Regions from separate parts of the Mus musculus genome. Here regions 2 and 3 are each linked to region 1. A link is a contact called in public Hi-C and HiChIP or PLAC-seq data. All regions are on one chromosome and are shown on one strand. Each heading gives the region's core, a stretch centred on a gene start, on an enhancer-like site or on the middle of the called end of the contact. The rest is flanking DNA. Distances are from core to core; before and after follow the strand shown. Region 1 has its middle 55 kb from the start of Gm33436. Region 2 has its middle 73 kb from the start of Gm26422. Region 3 overlaps Gm39833 (a long non-coding RNA gene).

Region 1 (5,078 bases), core at 1,916-4,415:
ACAACTTACAACCCACTGAATAAAATAAGAGAACTTGAATCCCTATTCATCCAGATAAGGGAATGAGTAACAGGGTGAGAGTGTTTCCATGACTTCAAAGTACTTTCTCCAAGCTACTTTGTAACTGCCAAGTAGCAAAGGGTAACTGTATGGCACACTGGCTGGCAGATGTCACTGTGGCTATGTGAGAAGCAGGACATGCCTAGAAACAAAGCAAGCTGACATCATGCTTTCTTGACGGAAGCCAGCTTTACTCGGTGGTAATCCTGCCAGCGGCAGATGACCCAGAAATGTCAGATACCAATTGGAGGATATGTCCCCAAATAACTGGTTTATAATCCTCAATTGTATTGAAGTCATGAAAGTCAAGGACAGATGAGCTACTTCATACTGAGAGAAAATAAAAACGGGACAATTGAGTGCATTGTGGGATTTCCAGCTGCATCTTTTTGCAACAAAGAACAACTCGAGACTCATTGATGGAACCTGACTGTGGTCGGAGGGCTTATCTGTGGTAACATTACTTACCTTATTTTCATAGTTGAATTGTGATCATACAGAATTGTCCTTTGTGTGGTGTCGTAAGCCGGTATTTTTCTTTCAAACAGATCAGAGAAGATCTTTGTACTGTATTTGGCATTTAAAAATAATCTAAATATTTACTTCATCAAATGTCTTCCCAATGGGGACACACATTATAGAAAACAGACATTTCTTGTTAATTTAGGAGAAGGAATGAGGACTAATGTTAACAGCATTTGACCGTAGGCCATTCAGGACCCTGTGTTTCCTGTCCTCAGTTCTCAAGGGTCTGCCGGCTGGCAAACCAGGGATGCACTATCATTTCTGAGAATCCTCGGAAAAGGTACCGTGTAAGGAAACAGAAGTTACTGTTTGCTTGTTCTCCAGTGTGCTGGCTATGGAAAAGGCCTCTTACCCAAATGTGCAATCTAGTGACAGCCTTGAACTGTTTCTGGTGAAGCAGAGTAGACAGTGTCCTGAGAGTAGCTTAAAATGCTCTGTAAGCCACTAGAGGTATTGTGATCTCATGCACACTCTCAGTGTGAGTGTCAAGCAAGAGAAAGGAGCTCTAAGAGGGATGAAGTACATGGGCTAAGAGCCTTTGACTGGAACATAATTCAGCACACCGGTTAAGAGTCTATAGCATCTCAAAATCACTTGCAGAGAACAGTCCTTTGCCGTACCCAAGAAGAAACCACCTATTCAATGAACAGATATTCAAGAACCATTACAGATATCGGCTGATTCATAATCTGTAATTGAGGACAAATGATAGCTGGTTAAAAAAAATTCAGAATGCTGTATAGAAAGCATCTGATATGCTACTCGATTAAATACACAAATAGGAGACAACATAACGCCTTCTTGTTACATCAGTGGCTTCAGACCAGGAGCAGCATAGCAATGCCCACTCTCGGGACTTCTGCTCCAAGCCTCACTTGGGCAAGGGCAGAGCTGAGGTAGGTGTTTGTACCTGTCACAAGGTCTAGAAAGCAGTGAACGCTCTGGAGTAGTTCTTATCAGAGATGAGGAATAGGTTGGTGTGTCAGAGCTTCTCAGGAGAAATGCTGTGGTCCTTCACAGATCTCCCAAACTTCTTACATAGCTCTTGATTTTGTTACTTGACATTGCCACATCAAGACGATAAACTTACCATTTCTCCCTCAAGGAACAATTCATTCGAGATCATGTCATGTTACCTTGCTTTCCAATGTGTTATACAGTATCTTAAGGAAAAAAAAATATTTTTATGTCTATTTGGGTGCCTACAGAGACTGGTAGAGGGCACTGAATCTGGAGTTACAGGTGGTCATGGGCTTCCTGGGTATTGGGAGCCAAAGTTGGATCCTCTGGAAGAGCTGCTCCAGTCTTAACGAATGGGCCATCTCTCCTGCATTTGCATAATAATTTGCATAGTTTTAGACATAAATAAAAATGTTCCACAGGCCTTTCCATAAGGTCTTTATCCACTAAGCACTCTGAAATACAGTCTCAACTTTCATACTTAAATATTTCATACTTAAGGTTGTATTGTACCTACAATTCTGTACTCAACACCTTGGCATGAGTACTCTTCTGGTCACCAAAGTTCTCGCTTCATATTTCAAGAATCTATCATGCTCCCAATTAGTCAGGAAGGAAACTGTTGTGAGTCTTTGGATGGAGCAGGGCAGGGGGCGATCCTGGTGACCTAGTGACTGCTGTCAGTTGAGGTACATGGGGGCGGCGAGCTGCTGGGGTGGAGTGTGCAGCCAGCAGTAAGGGGAAGAGATAAAACTGAGCTTCTCTGGGATGTTCAACCCAGAGAAGTACAGCGCTGTTGAGTGACAGTTGCTCACTTCAGACTGACTTCTTCTGGAACAGGATTCTGGCTTATTCCAGTTGGCAGAACCAACACTAGGAGGTGAAATGGCAAGAGTCTCCACTTGGCAAGAAGATGTGAAGGCTGTTAGAGATACTCTGTGAAGTGTGGGGAAGCATCATTAGAGGAACAAGCAGCAGAACAGCTTTAGGGGCACCAAAGGGTGGGGTATGTCTATTCTTCTTTATGTTCTGTGCCCATGTGAATGATCAAGTCTTCACATTTTAGAATAATAATAATAGCACTACTGTGTGTGTTTAAGCCAATGCCACCTGCTTTTAATTCGGAGCAGCTAGGGAGACCTAATGGTACTTTGTGCCTAGCTATGTGCTTGCCAGCTCTTTGGCTTTTGCTGTTCCGTGGCCACCTCTGGCCTTAGAAATCCCACCAAAGTCACTCTGCAGTCTAAGCAACAAAGCCCACAATGTGGGTGCTTGCTCCCATCTCTATGATTAATACGACTATTTGGGGTCTTCCGTTGAAGCCCAAATTTGAGCAGGACATGCTCTGAGACATTCAACACTCTCTGGCAGTTGGCCTTGAAGTTCGTACTGCCTCTGGTCTCTTTCTGGGCTCACACTGAAGGTTGAATAATAAAATCCTCCCTCTAGTGGCTCCAGCTCAAACATGATCTTATCTTACAGAGATGGAGCTCTAGTGCCTGAGACACTCTGGAGCCCATGAGTAAGATTCAAATTCCACTGCTGAGCACTTGATCCCCCAGAAGGCTATGCACGCACACCTCCTGGCTGTGCCAGTGACCCCAGATACTGATGATCCTGACCAGTGCACAGCAGCCAGCCACAGAGCACATGGTCACCACCCTGTCCCCAGCCATGGCTGAAGATGCTGATCTCACTGCTTTGGTATTTAAGAAACCGCTTAGCTTTCTTCAAACCCAAGTTCTGATTCTTCTGCCCTCCCCCAACTACTGGATACATTAGGCTTTTTGTGGAAAGGGGAAGAGGGAGAGTGTGATAGGCTGATGATCTCTGTAGCAATGTTTCTGGGTCTGTCTCTTTTGGGCTGTGCAGACGGGGAGAAGCTACTTACTGTTGGTTGTGTGTCCAAATTTAAACAGTCCCTAAGGGGCTAGGGAGCCTCACCTTTCTCCCACTGATATTGTATTTGTGCTCCCTTGGACATACAGAGGGCCTTCACTCATCAAGTCAAGGATGCTGGGGTACCGGGACTCTAGCACTCTGCAATGCCACCAAAGGCAGCAAGCACACACTAGAGAACTGTTGTATCCATACTTTTCCTTTTTCCAACCCACAGTTCAACCTTTCCACTTTGCCGACTAGAAGGTAATTTTGACACAAGCTAACCTCCCAGCAAACTTTGGCTTATCCACAGAAGTGCTGCCCCTTGTCTTTGTATACTAAGTCAACATGTAACTACGTCAAGTTCCATGTACATAGGTGTTCCTAAACTCCTGGAAATGGCTAGCCCATGTCCATCATTCTGCATGAGAATTAGAGAGTCCTCAATGAAATATTTAAGGGAAAAATACCTCTGCATTGCACATGCATGGACTATCTTCCTGTCATTATGAACGTTACAATATAACTGTTATTAGACAGCATTTTGTTGCATTAGGCATCACACAAGATCTAGCAATGACTCAAACTATATAGGCAGTTATATGCAAATATTTATTTATTCATTCATTTAATTTATGAGTACACTGTAGCTCTCTTCCATTACACCACAAGAGGGCCTCAGATCCCATTACAGATGTTGTGAGCCACCATGTGGTTGCTGGGGACTGAACTCAGGATCTCTGGGAAGAACAGTCAGTGCTCTTAACCACTGAACCATCTCTAGCCCCCACAAATTTATTACTTAAGGGACTTAAGTATGTGTGGATCTTGGCATCTATGGAGTCTTAGGACCCATACCCCCTGTGGATACCAAGGGATGACTGTCTAATGTAGTCAGTTGGATACACAGGGAACGTGAGACCTTATTAGGTTAACAAAGCTTACGATGCCATGCAACTTAGTGATTCCTCTGGCTTCTGCTGTTATTCATAGGGAAGGGCACATAGGTATGTAGTTAGTAAGCGTGGTGGCATCTATTCCTTAAGTTCCGAAATGCCCTTTTTGTCTGAAGCCATGCTCCGCCTGGGATGTGGCATCCTTTGTCTCTGAAGCATTGCTCAGCATCAAGGGGACATATTTCCTCTGCTCAAGAAGCCATCAAGAACTGGGTATAGGGTTTCTCAGCTGTTCCAAGTAAAGGGATCTACATGTCTCTTACCTAATTCAGACAGCACGCCACGGACCTCAGGAGTCATTCAGAAACGAGGGCCTGCGGGACGGTGCAGCGAGCTGACTGAATTTGATCTCTAGGGTCACACGGCAGAGACAGAACTTAACTTACACAAGTTGTCCCCTGACTCCCAAGTGTGCACTGTGGTTTATGAGCAGCCTTCCATCAAACATACACAGAGCAACTGAACAACTGAAAATAAGAAATGTAGTGGGAATTCTACCCTCCACTCTGGTCGAGTCAACTATATGGACAGTACCATATGAACTCCATTAAAACATTTACTCTACTTTGGGTAGGTGTCAATTTTTGGTATTATATGCCTTCAATAAAGCAAGTCAGGGAGGGAAAAGAGAGGTCCCATCCCCATCCCCCAAGTGCATCATGGGTGCCTCCAATTGTGAACAAAGAACCCACTTTT
Region 2 (5,078 bases), core at 1,839-4,338, 460 kb after region 1:
CACTGTGTAGCTCAGACTGACCTCTCAGAGTACTGCTTCAGCCTCCCAAGTGTTCCATAAGATGACAGGGTAGGATGATAGGTTAAGAACCATCAGGCCTGGCTACAAGTCCTTTCTCCCTGTTCTTGTATTTTCTGAATCATTTTTAATATGCTAATCTCTAAATATTGCTAGATAAAATAAGGGGAACATTTGAGGAGGACCTTGAGAAAAAACATCCTATTTCCTAGCCCATAGCTCTTCTGAAACAATTGCTTCTGACAAAGGCTTTAGCATCACATCTTTTACTCCTTGTATCTTTCACCCTGTTAGATGAGTTAATGATCTAAGTTGTATTCAAAGCATCAAGTTCCATCAGCACTAAATAAATAGCTACAGCTGCTTTCTGAATTTGAGTTTATGGATTATGATCATAATATTCTTTAATTTTCACGATGGTGTAAACTTCTATTTCTTTCCAAAAGTAAACCAATTTAAGAATAACATTTGCAGAGTCAAATATATTTCTTTTTAATAATAATTTTTTAAAAACCAGCTTCTTTGGAGAAGCCATTTGTAAAAATGGGGGATCTGTGATCTGCTGGGCAAGACTCTGGTTCCCGTGGAAACCAGGGTGCATGGAGTCTGACAGCCCATGGACACCTGATGATCCTGGAGAAAACAGCTGCACACAGCCTCTCAGTTTACACTGTTAAATGGAAAATAATCAAACCCCGCACCTGAAAATTCATGAGGCACCTTGCCAAATAGCAACAATGGCCTTGCACACCTCAGTATGGGCAACCTTTAGAACTAACCATAAGCGTTAGGGTATCTTGGCATGTTAAATGTGTCAATTCCATTTATTTATGTTCTTTTTAAAAATATGTGTTAAAATTTGCTTGGCTGGTTGTCTCTATTTAAGGTATCCTTTTAAAAGCAATATATGTATTTCTCTAAATGACACATACCTCCCTAAAGACTATGCCCTTTGGTAGCACGTAACTTTGTAATATTTATGGATAACAAATACATGGTAGGTAATAAAATGAGATGAACTAGGTTAGGTACAGTAGGAGTTAAAAGCTTTGGGTTTTAACCTGAGAGTGCACATGTGCTGGGTGTTCTTTAGCTATTACTGGTGTTTAGATTTTGGTTTTGTTCTTGATATGAATTTCACCTCTCTCTCTTTTTTTTCCACTTCCCCAAGTTTTGACCATGTTGTGAAGGATAATTAAATTTGTATTGAGTTTTGTGAATCCTGTGGAGAAAAGATTTATATCTACCTAGGAAATCTTGGGAGCATGAAGTCTTTACACAAATTCTGGGTTTTCTGTTGCTAGCTTGTTAGTAAAGTTGAGAGTCAGCCAAGAAGCATAAATGTAGAAGATTGGTAGAGAATGGGGGCAGGGTTGATAAAGGTTGAAGATTAAGAATTGAGTAGTCTTTTTCAGAATTTAAGCTAAAATATTTTCAATAAATCTGCGTAAACAAGATTGGGTCTAGAGGAGAGGTACTCTAACAAATGATTTTTATTTCAAAGTCAAAGATATAAAGAGTCTAACGGTATTCCAATCATAACTGCTTGAAACATCAGATCATAAGCAATTCTATCAATAATTTTTTACCACTGATGAATTTTAACGTAGCTATACAGTCAGATTCAGTAGGAAAAGGAACCTAAACTAAAGTTGTGTGTGTGTGTGAGTGTGTGTGATAAGAATGCATGATCAGTACATATTTGATGATTATATCATGCAGCAAGTACTAAATCTACACAGGGAACAGGCTTCTAGAACACTTGAAAATACTAATAGTGTATGGCAAGTTGTTTTACAGAAACTAACTTGTCACTACATATCTTGAAAAATGAAATGATTCAGAAGAAACCCTTTTGTTAACTGTTACTAAAAGGTGACATCCGTACTATGTCAAGTTATCGATGACAAAATGAAAATGTGGTGCAAGGTCGCAGGAAAAGTCTCAGCCGACACAGCTGTGACTGTTGGTGGACAGGAAATAACTCTGTGCTTTGTTTTTTGCTTCTTATTTGTTTGTTTGATTGATTGATTGACTGATGATTGATTTTTTACATAGCTCCTCCTTTTCTAAAGGTGTTCTTTATATCCTTCCTGGACGGATAATCTGGTACTGGCAAGCAGTTAAACTTTGAGGAGTATTCCCTCTCATTTTATGTACAACAAAACAAATCATATATGCAGGATGGTCCATTTTCTCAGAAAAGATAGTATTGACTGAAATCTTTACTGAGCAAAAATGTAGAAACTTCTTTAAATTGGTGTCTTCTCCCCATTTTCTCCCAAATTGATCTGAATGTCATCACAGCAAGAAGTCCAGCAGATAATCACCTTGTTCCAAAAGAATGACAAAAACTCAGTTATCCCAGCCTGACTTGCATTGTTATATATTTATTTATAGACACATATATCCAAAAATATGTAAAATGCTTTTGACTCATGAGTAATGTTGAATCATGTTGAAAAAATTATAAAAGAGGGGTGTGTGTAAAATATATAGTGCTAAAAATAATAAAGTCTTAAAAAACTAAGAGGCAGGCTGAATGTTTCCACTCACAGACAACATGATGTATTGTAAAGTGACCCAGACTAAGACAGTACAGAATTGAAATGAGAATATCACTCTGAGGACCAGGATGAAACATCTAGATAAAATCAGATAGATTCAGTCACATGATCTTTGACAAGGATTACACTGCAAAGCAAGAAAGGGTCATCTTTTCAGCACATGATGCCAGGTTAATTGCTTTCTGACGAAATAAATCATCTGCATTGATGCCGGAGAATTCTTCACCTCTCGTTTTGTAATCACATCCCAACATTCCCACACATGCACGTGTTATTTCAGAGTTCTAGAAGAGATACCTCAAGAGTAACAGAAGTCAGTACCAGGACACCTCAGGAAGTCCCAGAAGAGCAGCAGCCGATTGCATTACTCAACACATACTTACTAGCATTATTAGAGGCTCAATGATGAGAGGGTGGGATTTTTGTCTTAAAGGGTGAGCATGAATCATGGTCATTAAAACTTTCCCTTTAGTATGGACCACTGGTGAATCATCCAGAGAAAACAGTCCTGCCTCATTCAGTTTGGCTCTATGGGGACACACTTGCCACGCTGTTAGTGCATCATGCCTTCCTTTGTTACTGAATACTTGGAAATGCTTCTCTTTGTCCTAGGAGGACTCCCAGCCCATAGACATATATTATTATCTCTCTCATCCTTGGGCTGCCTTCCAACCACTTACCTCCCCTGACATCTTGTCTCAAAGGCAAAACAGGGTTGCTGGACATTTCACTAGAAGACGGTTGATAAGCACTCAGTTTGTTTTATTTGGACAGCTTAACCAATGTGTAGTGACGGCAACTACAATGTAAAGCAGGCTCTCCCTAGACCTGGAGGGAATTAAGCCTGGTGGTAGGGAGGGACAGAATCTGGAAGGACACTGTGGGAGTACGGAGAATCTGTAAGCTTTCTGTAAGGAAAGGTAGTCTTACAAGTTAATTTATTTCAGGATTTGGGGGCTGTTATTCTTCTTTGGAAATTACTGATTTCAGCATCTTGAAAATCTGATGTAAAATGAAAAAAATTGAGGAAGAAGAATAATGAAGAGGCTTAAGTTGCCAGACCCAAATCTAGTGGTTCTGACTCTTTTTTTTTTTGTTGTTTGTTTGTTTTTGTTTGTTTTTCAAGACAGGGTTTCTCTGTATAGCCCTGGCTGTCCTGGAACTCACTTTGTAGACCAGGATGGCCTTGAACTCAGAAATCCGCCTGCCTCTGCCTCCTGAGAGCTGGGATTAAAGGCGTGTGCCACCACACCCGGCATGACTCTAACTTTCAATGAGGAAAGAGAATAGTTCCTAGCTTAAAAAAGAAGAATTACAAATATTTTGCCTGTGCCCAGGCTCAGTGCTTTGATGAGCCATTCAAGACAAATACAACCTGAAACTGGCTTTTCAATTCAACCAAAAGCAGGGTAATGATGCTCTGTTGCAACTCACTTCTGCCCTTGATTGGTGTTTAAAGAGGGGTTATTTGATCCACATAAATCCTAATGGATTTCTAAGTATATCTTATTAATGTAACATGACTTTTAAACTGGCATTAACAAATAGTGGTTTATTCAAATGGAGTGTGTGTGTGTGTGTGTGTGTGTGTGTGTGTGTGTGTGTATGTGTGTGTGTGTGTATGTGTGTGTGTGTGTGTGTGTGTATATATATATATATATATATATATATATATATATATATATATATTATATAAAGGTGAGACAACCCCTCAATTCTTTGTCACATTGTATGATCATGTCCACCGGCCTGCTTCTCACTGTCTGTTCCTTCGCTCTTGTCTCTTTTCAATGCTATTTTAAAAGAAATATACAGCATTGTCTTTGGCCTTGAATGATATTTTACTCACATATAAAATGTACACATTATCCAGCACTATTTTTACTAATATTACAGGAATTCAGAGAACGGTGAGCTCATTATAGGTTTGGGGGATTTACCAATGGCTAGTTAATTAACAAAAACATTCAATATTTATTTGTGAACTGGCCACTGGAGGCTTGTGAAAGGATCGGAGCCTCAGGAGCCATGTTTAAAAGGGACTCACCAAGTGCAAATGGCAGGGCTGTATGGAAGTTGGGTCAGGGCAGGGCGAGGTGGTTCCATAGAACAAACTGATCAGAATGGGCGAGTACAGTCTATAAAGAGGCCTGGGATGCTGGGGCAGGAATTACCTTGCAATTGTTTGCAGCAAGTCATAATAGGTCTTCAAAGAGGCTGTTATTATAATTGCTATTGACTTAAGTGATTAAATCAGGAACATATCTAGTCTTAACGAAGAGAACTTGACTTTTCCCCAGTTGAAAGAAGCAAAAAAAAAAAAAATAAATAAAAATAAAATAAGAAGCCTTCCTTCCTGCATTTTAAGCTAACACAGAGATTTTGGAGTCCCTTTCCACCCATGGCCAATGGGAGACTTATTCTTCTTGAGCATCATGGAGAGCTGATATCACAACACGGGTGTCAGGCATTTAAAAAGCTGTAAAGAGCCAG
Region 3 (5,078 bases), core at 1,126-3,625, 390 kb after region 1:
ATTATTAAGATAATTACCCTCTTTATTCAAGAAATACTCACTATAGGCTGTGTATTCACTGAGAATATAGAATGTCACTGAAACTATAGAATCCTCCAATAAGACCTTTCTTCAGAAAGTTAAGCATTCTTTATTCATTTAGTTTATTTTTGAGATGGCAGTCTCAAGAGGCTGCCCAGGTAGGTTAGCAACTCCTTATCTCAAGCAATCCTCCTGCCTTAGCCTTCTGAGTATACTGGTCTACAGGTACAGTCCAGTACACCTGTCTAGAAAGGTACGATTTTATTTTTGAACAAGATCCAAATTCACTTTTTAAATATTTAAAAATTTTAAATAAATATAAGCTGGATTATGGCGCAGAATACCTGCAAGCTTTGGGGAGGAGGGAGCTGGTCAGCGAGGTGAGACCTGAGAGTGTAGGAATGAAATGGGTGGGGCTATTTTCCAGGGGGAGGAGCATCTTTAAGTGGGGGGAGGGGAGAAAGGAGAGGGAGTGACATGCTCAGAGAGAAGGATTTCAGATGAGAGGCATGGAAGATGAAGCTGGGTGAATGAGGAACTATTAATATGGAGAACTTGAGCACTAGTTTGCATACCTAAACTTGGATGTCATGGTAGCTTTGAGCAGGATTGAGCTCCCCACAGCCCCACCCCACATGTTTAGTGGAATTTCACAACAGCCCATCTGCAGTAACCACTAGGATGGATTGCAGGAGTGAGTGACTGCAGGCAGAGACCAGTTAGAAAATGGCTGTGATAAATGAGCTGTGAAGTGACAGCCAGGGTTCTGGACAAGGACGGACTTGGCTACAAAAAAAAAAAAAAAAAAAAAAAAAAAAAAAAAAAAGTCAAGAAGGCATGTCTACACAATAGAATAATAGAATACTACACAAAACCCTGTAAGTGTGGTGAGGTGGTGAGTGATCAGACACATAGGATGTGGGGGTGTGGGGGGGGGAGAGGGAGGGAGAGAGGGAGGAAGGGAAGCAGAGAAGGAGATAAGGAGATAAGAAGGAGGGAATGCAGGGTAGAGGGGGGAAGGGAAGGGAAGGGAAGACTCAGAGGCGGCTCTGGAGTCTGAGATTGTCACACAGATTGTCACACAGACAGACAGAATGATAGCAACGTTGGCAGAAATGAGGAAGCCATGAGGACTCTCTGGTTTAGAGGAGAAAGCTTTTCTATGAATCTTAAATACTGGTGTTGGAGCCTAGCATTGAATATCAAGTAAAAATGTTAGAAAGGAAGTCAAATACTAAATACAGCTTCCACTTCCCCTTCTGCTAGTCTTTCCTCAAATACATGGTCAGCTTGTATAACTACGGGTGGGTTTTAGTGCTTGCTTTTCATAACATTTGAGTAAGTAGGTCAGTACTACCTACTTTGTAGATAAGAATCTCTTCTGCAGCCCCTGAAACCAACCCTCCACTTATTGCCTTATGGGAACATTTGACTTCCTAAGGATCCTATCACTATAGATATTGTCCCCAATCCCCTCTTCCTTTGGCTTCCCTACTGTTGCCTATAACCAAGGCTATCAGCCAGCTTTCTTTCCTTACACTGAAGCTTCATTTCCCTATTTATTCCTCCAGTCTCTCTGATGGCATTTAAAAATTATCCAGGTCTGATTCCTCTTCTCTTCTCTTCTCTTCTCTTCTCTTCTCTTCTCTTCTCTTCTCTTCTCTTCTCTTTCTTCTCTTCTCTTCTCTTCTCTTCTCTTCTCTTCTCTTCTCTTCTCTTCTCTTCTCCCCTCCCCTCCCCTCCCCTCCCCTCCCCTCCTTCTCTCTTTTCCTCTCCCCTCCCCTCCCCTTCCCCCACCCCCTCTCTCCTCTTTGTTACTGGGATGCTCTGTATATAACTAACTGTATGATACTTACAGTAAGTCTAAGGGAAGGTTGACCTTTTTTTATTACACACACACACACACACACGATAGCCTTCCTAGGAAACTGAGAAATGATATTTTAGCATCTCAGGAAAAAAAAAAGCCTCATCTAGAACCCCACAGGATAAACCCAACCACCAGATGCATGCCATCTATACCAAACACTGAGGACTTTTCTGCTGAATGTCGCAGTCCTTGTTGCTTCCTGATGCCCCATAGATGGTTGCTCTCCCTTTCCTTGCCTATATTCCAGTCTGCATCTCGTGGCCCTTGTGACTCCTATGCCTTCTAATGTAGACCATCTAAAAGAAAGAAAAACATGCCAGTACCCAGTGAATCCGGGTAAGGAGATGTTAACTTGGTCTGAGGGTGCTGTATCATTCCAGTGGATGACTTTTGGAGTTGTTTTCTTCTGGGGGCCTCCTGGTGCACATCCCCCTCCTGTTCCCTCTGGACAGCTGATTGTGCCCTGAGTGCTCTTGCTTCCCCGTTCTGGTTCCCTGTGTGCTTCTGCTTGCCAGAGTGTTCCTTTTATCCCCTTTGGTTTAATTGCCATGCAAAACCCTCTGTTGAGCTTTTAATTAGCAAGTTATCCCAGTCTGAAAACTGGAAACCCTGGGCTCTTTCGGCATATATTAAACAAGCTAAAATATGAAATTAAAGAAAACAGAGTTTTAGCCAACAGAAACAAGTGACTCATTTCCTTGTGAAAACACACTGGGTTTATGTTACTCTGGCAACAGGATTCCGGAATAGCGTCCTCCTCTCCCCCGTTTGGAGACTTTATGTGTTTCTGCTACAGTCAGTGTTCCACGGTGACCTAATGTTGAACCAAGTCTCTGGGTGAGTCACGAGGCGCAAGAGCAGTGGATTTTCTTTGAGATAGCGCATGCCCTGTCCCTTTGACCAAAGGAAGGAAAGTTTACTTTGTACAAGTGTAAAAGGATCCTAGGAACTCTCGGCCAGGGCTGCTCTGGGACAGAAGTGTGGTCCTGCTGTTACTCTCAAAACACCACCATCCCTTCTAATGTGTTTGAATTCCAAGTGCCTGTTGTTCTAAAGACAGCTGATTAAATCATAACGTACAACCTGTGTGCGCACCACATGGGGAAATGAAGATTTAGAGATTCACTGCACAAGACTCCAGATGTTTCTCGGGATTCACATCATGGGCGGGAACTTCCCGGTGCTTAGGGTCAAAATTTCGACCTACACCACTCCAAATCTCTACAGCAAAAATGTGCTGTGCAAAGCGGCTGCAGTAGCTCTCCTCGGCGAGTTTTTCGGTGCTCCGAGGCTCTTGAGAGGAAGTGAAGAGCGTCTTCAATTTATCAAGCTCTCGCTGCTTGGGATTTTAAGTTTCCAGAAGTTTTGTGAACAGCTTTAGGCATTGGCTGGATAGTCAGGAAAGTGTAACCATTAGGATGAGCTAAGAGTATGTGAAGAGTTTTAGTTTCCCCCCAGTTGCTACCAACTGTCTGCAAAGGAGAAGTCCAGCTTTTCTCAGTTCTGTTTCCCTCCCCATAAACTGTCTTCCCAGTTCTCCTGGATTTGTGGAGAAGGAACACAGTAAACAAACTAGGATTAGACTGGACATTGGGAGAGCATGGGGAGGGATGATTTAGTGACAATGTATACTGCATATCTTATTCCTATATGATGTCAATTTATGAAAAGAAATGCCGGGGAAGAAAGCTGCATAGGTAGCAGAAGACAGCCTAGTTGGCCATCACTGGGAAGAGAGGCCTCTTGGTTTTGCAAACATTATATGCCTCAGTACAGGGGAATGCCAGGGCCAAGAAGCAGGAGTGAGTGGGTGAGGGTATAGGGAACTTTCGGGATAGCATTTGAAATGTATATAAAGAAAATATCAAATAAATAAATAAATAAATAAATAAATAAATAAAATATGCTATGCTATGCTCTGCATGAGCTTTATAGTCAAATCAGGGAAATGTAAATTGTAATGATGAAGAAATAAAAACTATTGCTCAAAGGGAAAAACAAAAGAAATATTAGAGAAAGAATTCAAGTTGAGATAGAGGAGGTTGATTATTTTGGTTTTTTGTTCTGCCTTTTCTTTGAAACTTAGGAAGAAAGCTCCAGTGATATTTATTATATATAATAGAAACAGATGGTAGGGAGACAAAGAAGACGGTTGTTTTTTTCAAGACAGGGTTTCTCTGTGTAGCTCTGGCTGACCTGGAACCTGCTCTGTAGAGGAGGCTGGCCTCAAACTCAGAGACTGGCCTGCCTCTGCCTCCAGAGTACAGGGATTAAAGGTGTACGCCATCACGACCTGGCAATGCAGAAGGTTTTAAGGAGAGCTGGAGGCTCACATCCTCATTGTTAGAATAGAAGTAGAAGCAAAGGACTTCACCTCCAAAACTACACCTGTCTGCCGAGACTATGTCATCTAAACCATGATGCTGCTCTAACAATGAGCTGATGAAGCCATGACATTGTAAAACAACGCCAGATGTTGTTGTTAGTGATAGCAGATGCCTGCAATTGCAGGTGGATGCAAAAGAGTTAGGAGTTGAAGGCCAGTCTGGGCTATATGACACCATGTCTAAGTAAGTAAATAAATATCAATTACATGTGACCCTTCCTGGATCAATCTATCCATCCATCCATCCATCCATCCATCCATCCATCCATCCATCCATCCATCCATTGATTAATCCACTGATCGATCCATCCATCTGCCCATCCATCCATCCATCCATCCATCCATCCATCCATCCATCCATCCAAACAAATATAGCATGACAGAGCTATGAAGTTATTCTTACTGAATTAGTAGTCTCAACTTTTGGCGAATGTTTGGCAGAAATTCTTTTCTCTCTTTTTTACATTTCTTTTGTGCAGCCAAATACCAAGATGGAAAGCAAAAGATAATTTAGGTCAGCGCTGCTGTGTGAAGTGGCCCTGGTGAGCAGAGCCTTTCTCTCCAGTGCAAACAAATGAACAGCACCGGGGAAACATTCGCTTCTCATCAGCCCATTCTGACGTTTCACGTTTTGCTTCTTTTAAAATAAATAAATGTATTTGCATTTTTAAACTGCAAGTTATGTTTTTCCCCCAAATATCAACTCTGTGGGGGGTATTTTAAAAAGTAGTTCATCTGTTATGTGTTGGACTCGTGAGACTAAAATTACAAATCCCCTGTAGGAATACTAATACAGATTTT

Evidence for each region. HiChIP or PLAC-seq counts read pairs in DNA pulled down with a chosen protein or histone mark. Hi-C and Micro-C count contacts between places; a contact is called where the count stands out from the background.
Region 2: a contact with region 1 is called in a CTCF HiChIP or PLAC-seq map of the NIH/3T3 cell line, with 6 read pairs. The contact joins two enhancer-like sites. A contact is called at or near these places in 1 of 15 datasets of contacts at CTCF or cohesin (the NIH/3T3 cell line), 1 of 484 Hi-C or Micro-C datasets (bone marrow-derived macrophages), 1 of 115 datasets of contacts at active chromatin or transcription factors (embryonic stem cells) and 1 of 9 other capture datasets (embryonic stem cells).
Region 3: a Hi-C map of the C2C12 cell line shows a contact between it and region 1, with 2.1 times the contacts expected there. The contact joins two enhancer-like sites. A contact is called at or near these places in 1 of 484 Hi-C or Micro-C datasets (the C2C12 cell line), 4 of 115 datasets of contacts at active chromatin or transcription factors (bone marrow-derived macrophages, embryonic stem cells, fibro-adipogenic progenitors and 1 more) and 1 of 9 other capture datasets (embryonic stem cells).

Annotation. Positions count from the first base shown.
Region 1 is chr2:60,744,671-60,749,748 of GRCm38.p6, forward strand. No RefSeq gene overlaps it. Among named protein-coding and RNA genes, the nearest start is that of Gm33436, 55 kb to the left of the region's middle. Within about 2 kb of position 3,166, at least 77 of the 459 cell types and tissues checked have an H3K27ac peak or open chromatin away from gene starts, as enhancers often do. A contact at or near this core is called in the C2C12 cell line, the NIH/3T3 cell line, fibro-adipogenic progenitors and 1 more, where this site is marked.
Region 2 is chr2:61,204,318-61,209,395 of GRCm38.p6, forward strand. No RefSeq gene overlaps it. Among named protein-coding and RNA genes, the nearest start is that of Gm26422, 73 kb to the right of the region's middle. Within about 2 kb of position 3,089, at least 15 of the 459 cell types and tissues checked have an H3K27ac peak or open chromatin away from gene starts, as enhancers often do. A contact at or near this core is called in the NIH/3T3 cell line, where this site is marked.
Region 3 is chr2:61,136,431-61,141,508 of GRCm38.p6, forward strand. The region is part of intron 2 of Gm39833 (a long non-coding RNA gene); the gene reads left to right. Among named protein-coding and RNA genes, the nearest start is that of Gm39833, 11 kb to the left of the region's middle. Within about 2 kb of position 2,376, at least 168 of the 459 cell types and tissues checked have an H3K27ac peak or open chromatin away from gene starts, as enhancers often do. A contact at or near this core is called in the C2C12 cell line, fibro-adipogenic progenitors and pancreatic cancer cells, where this site is marked.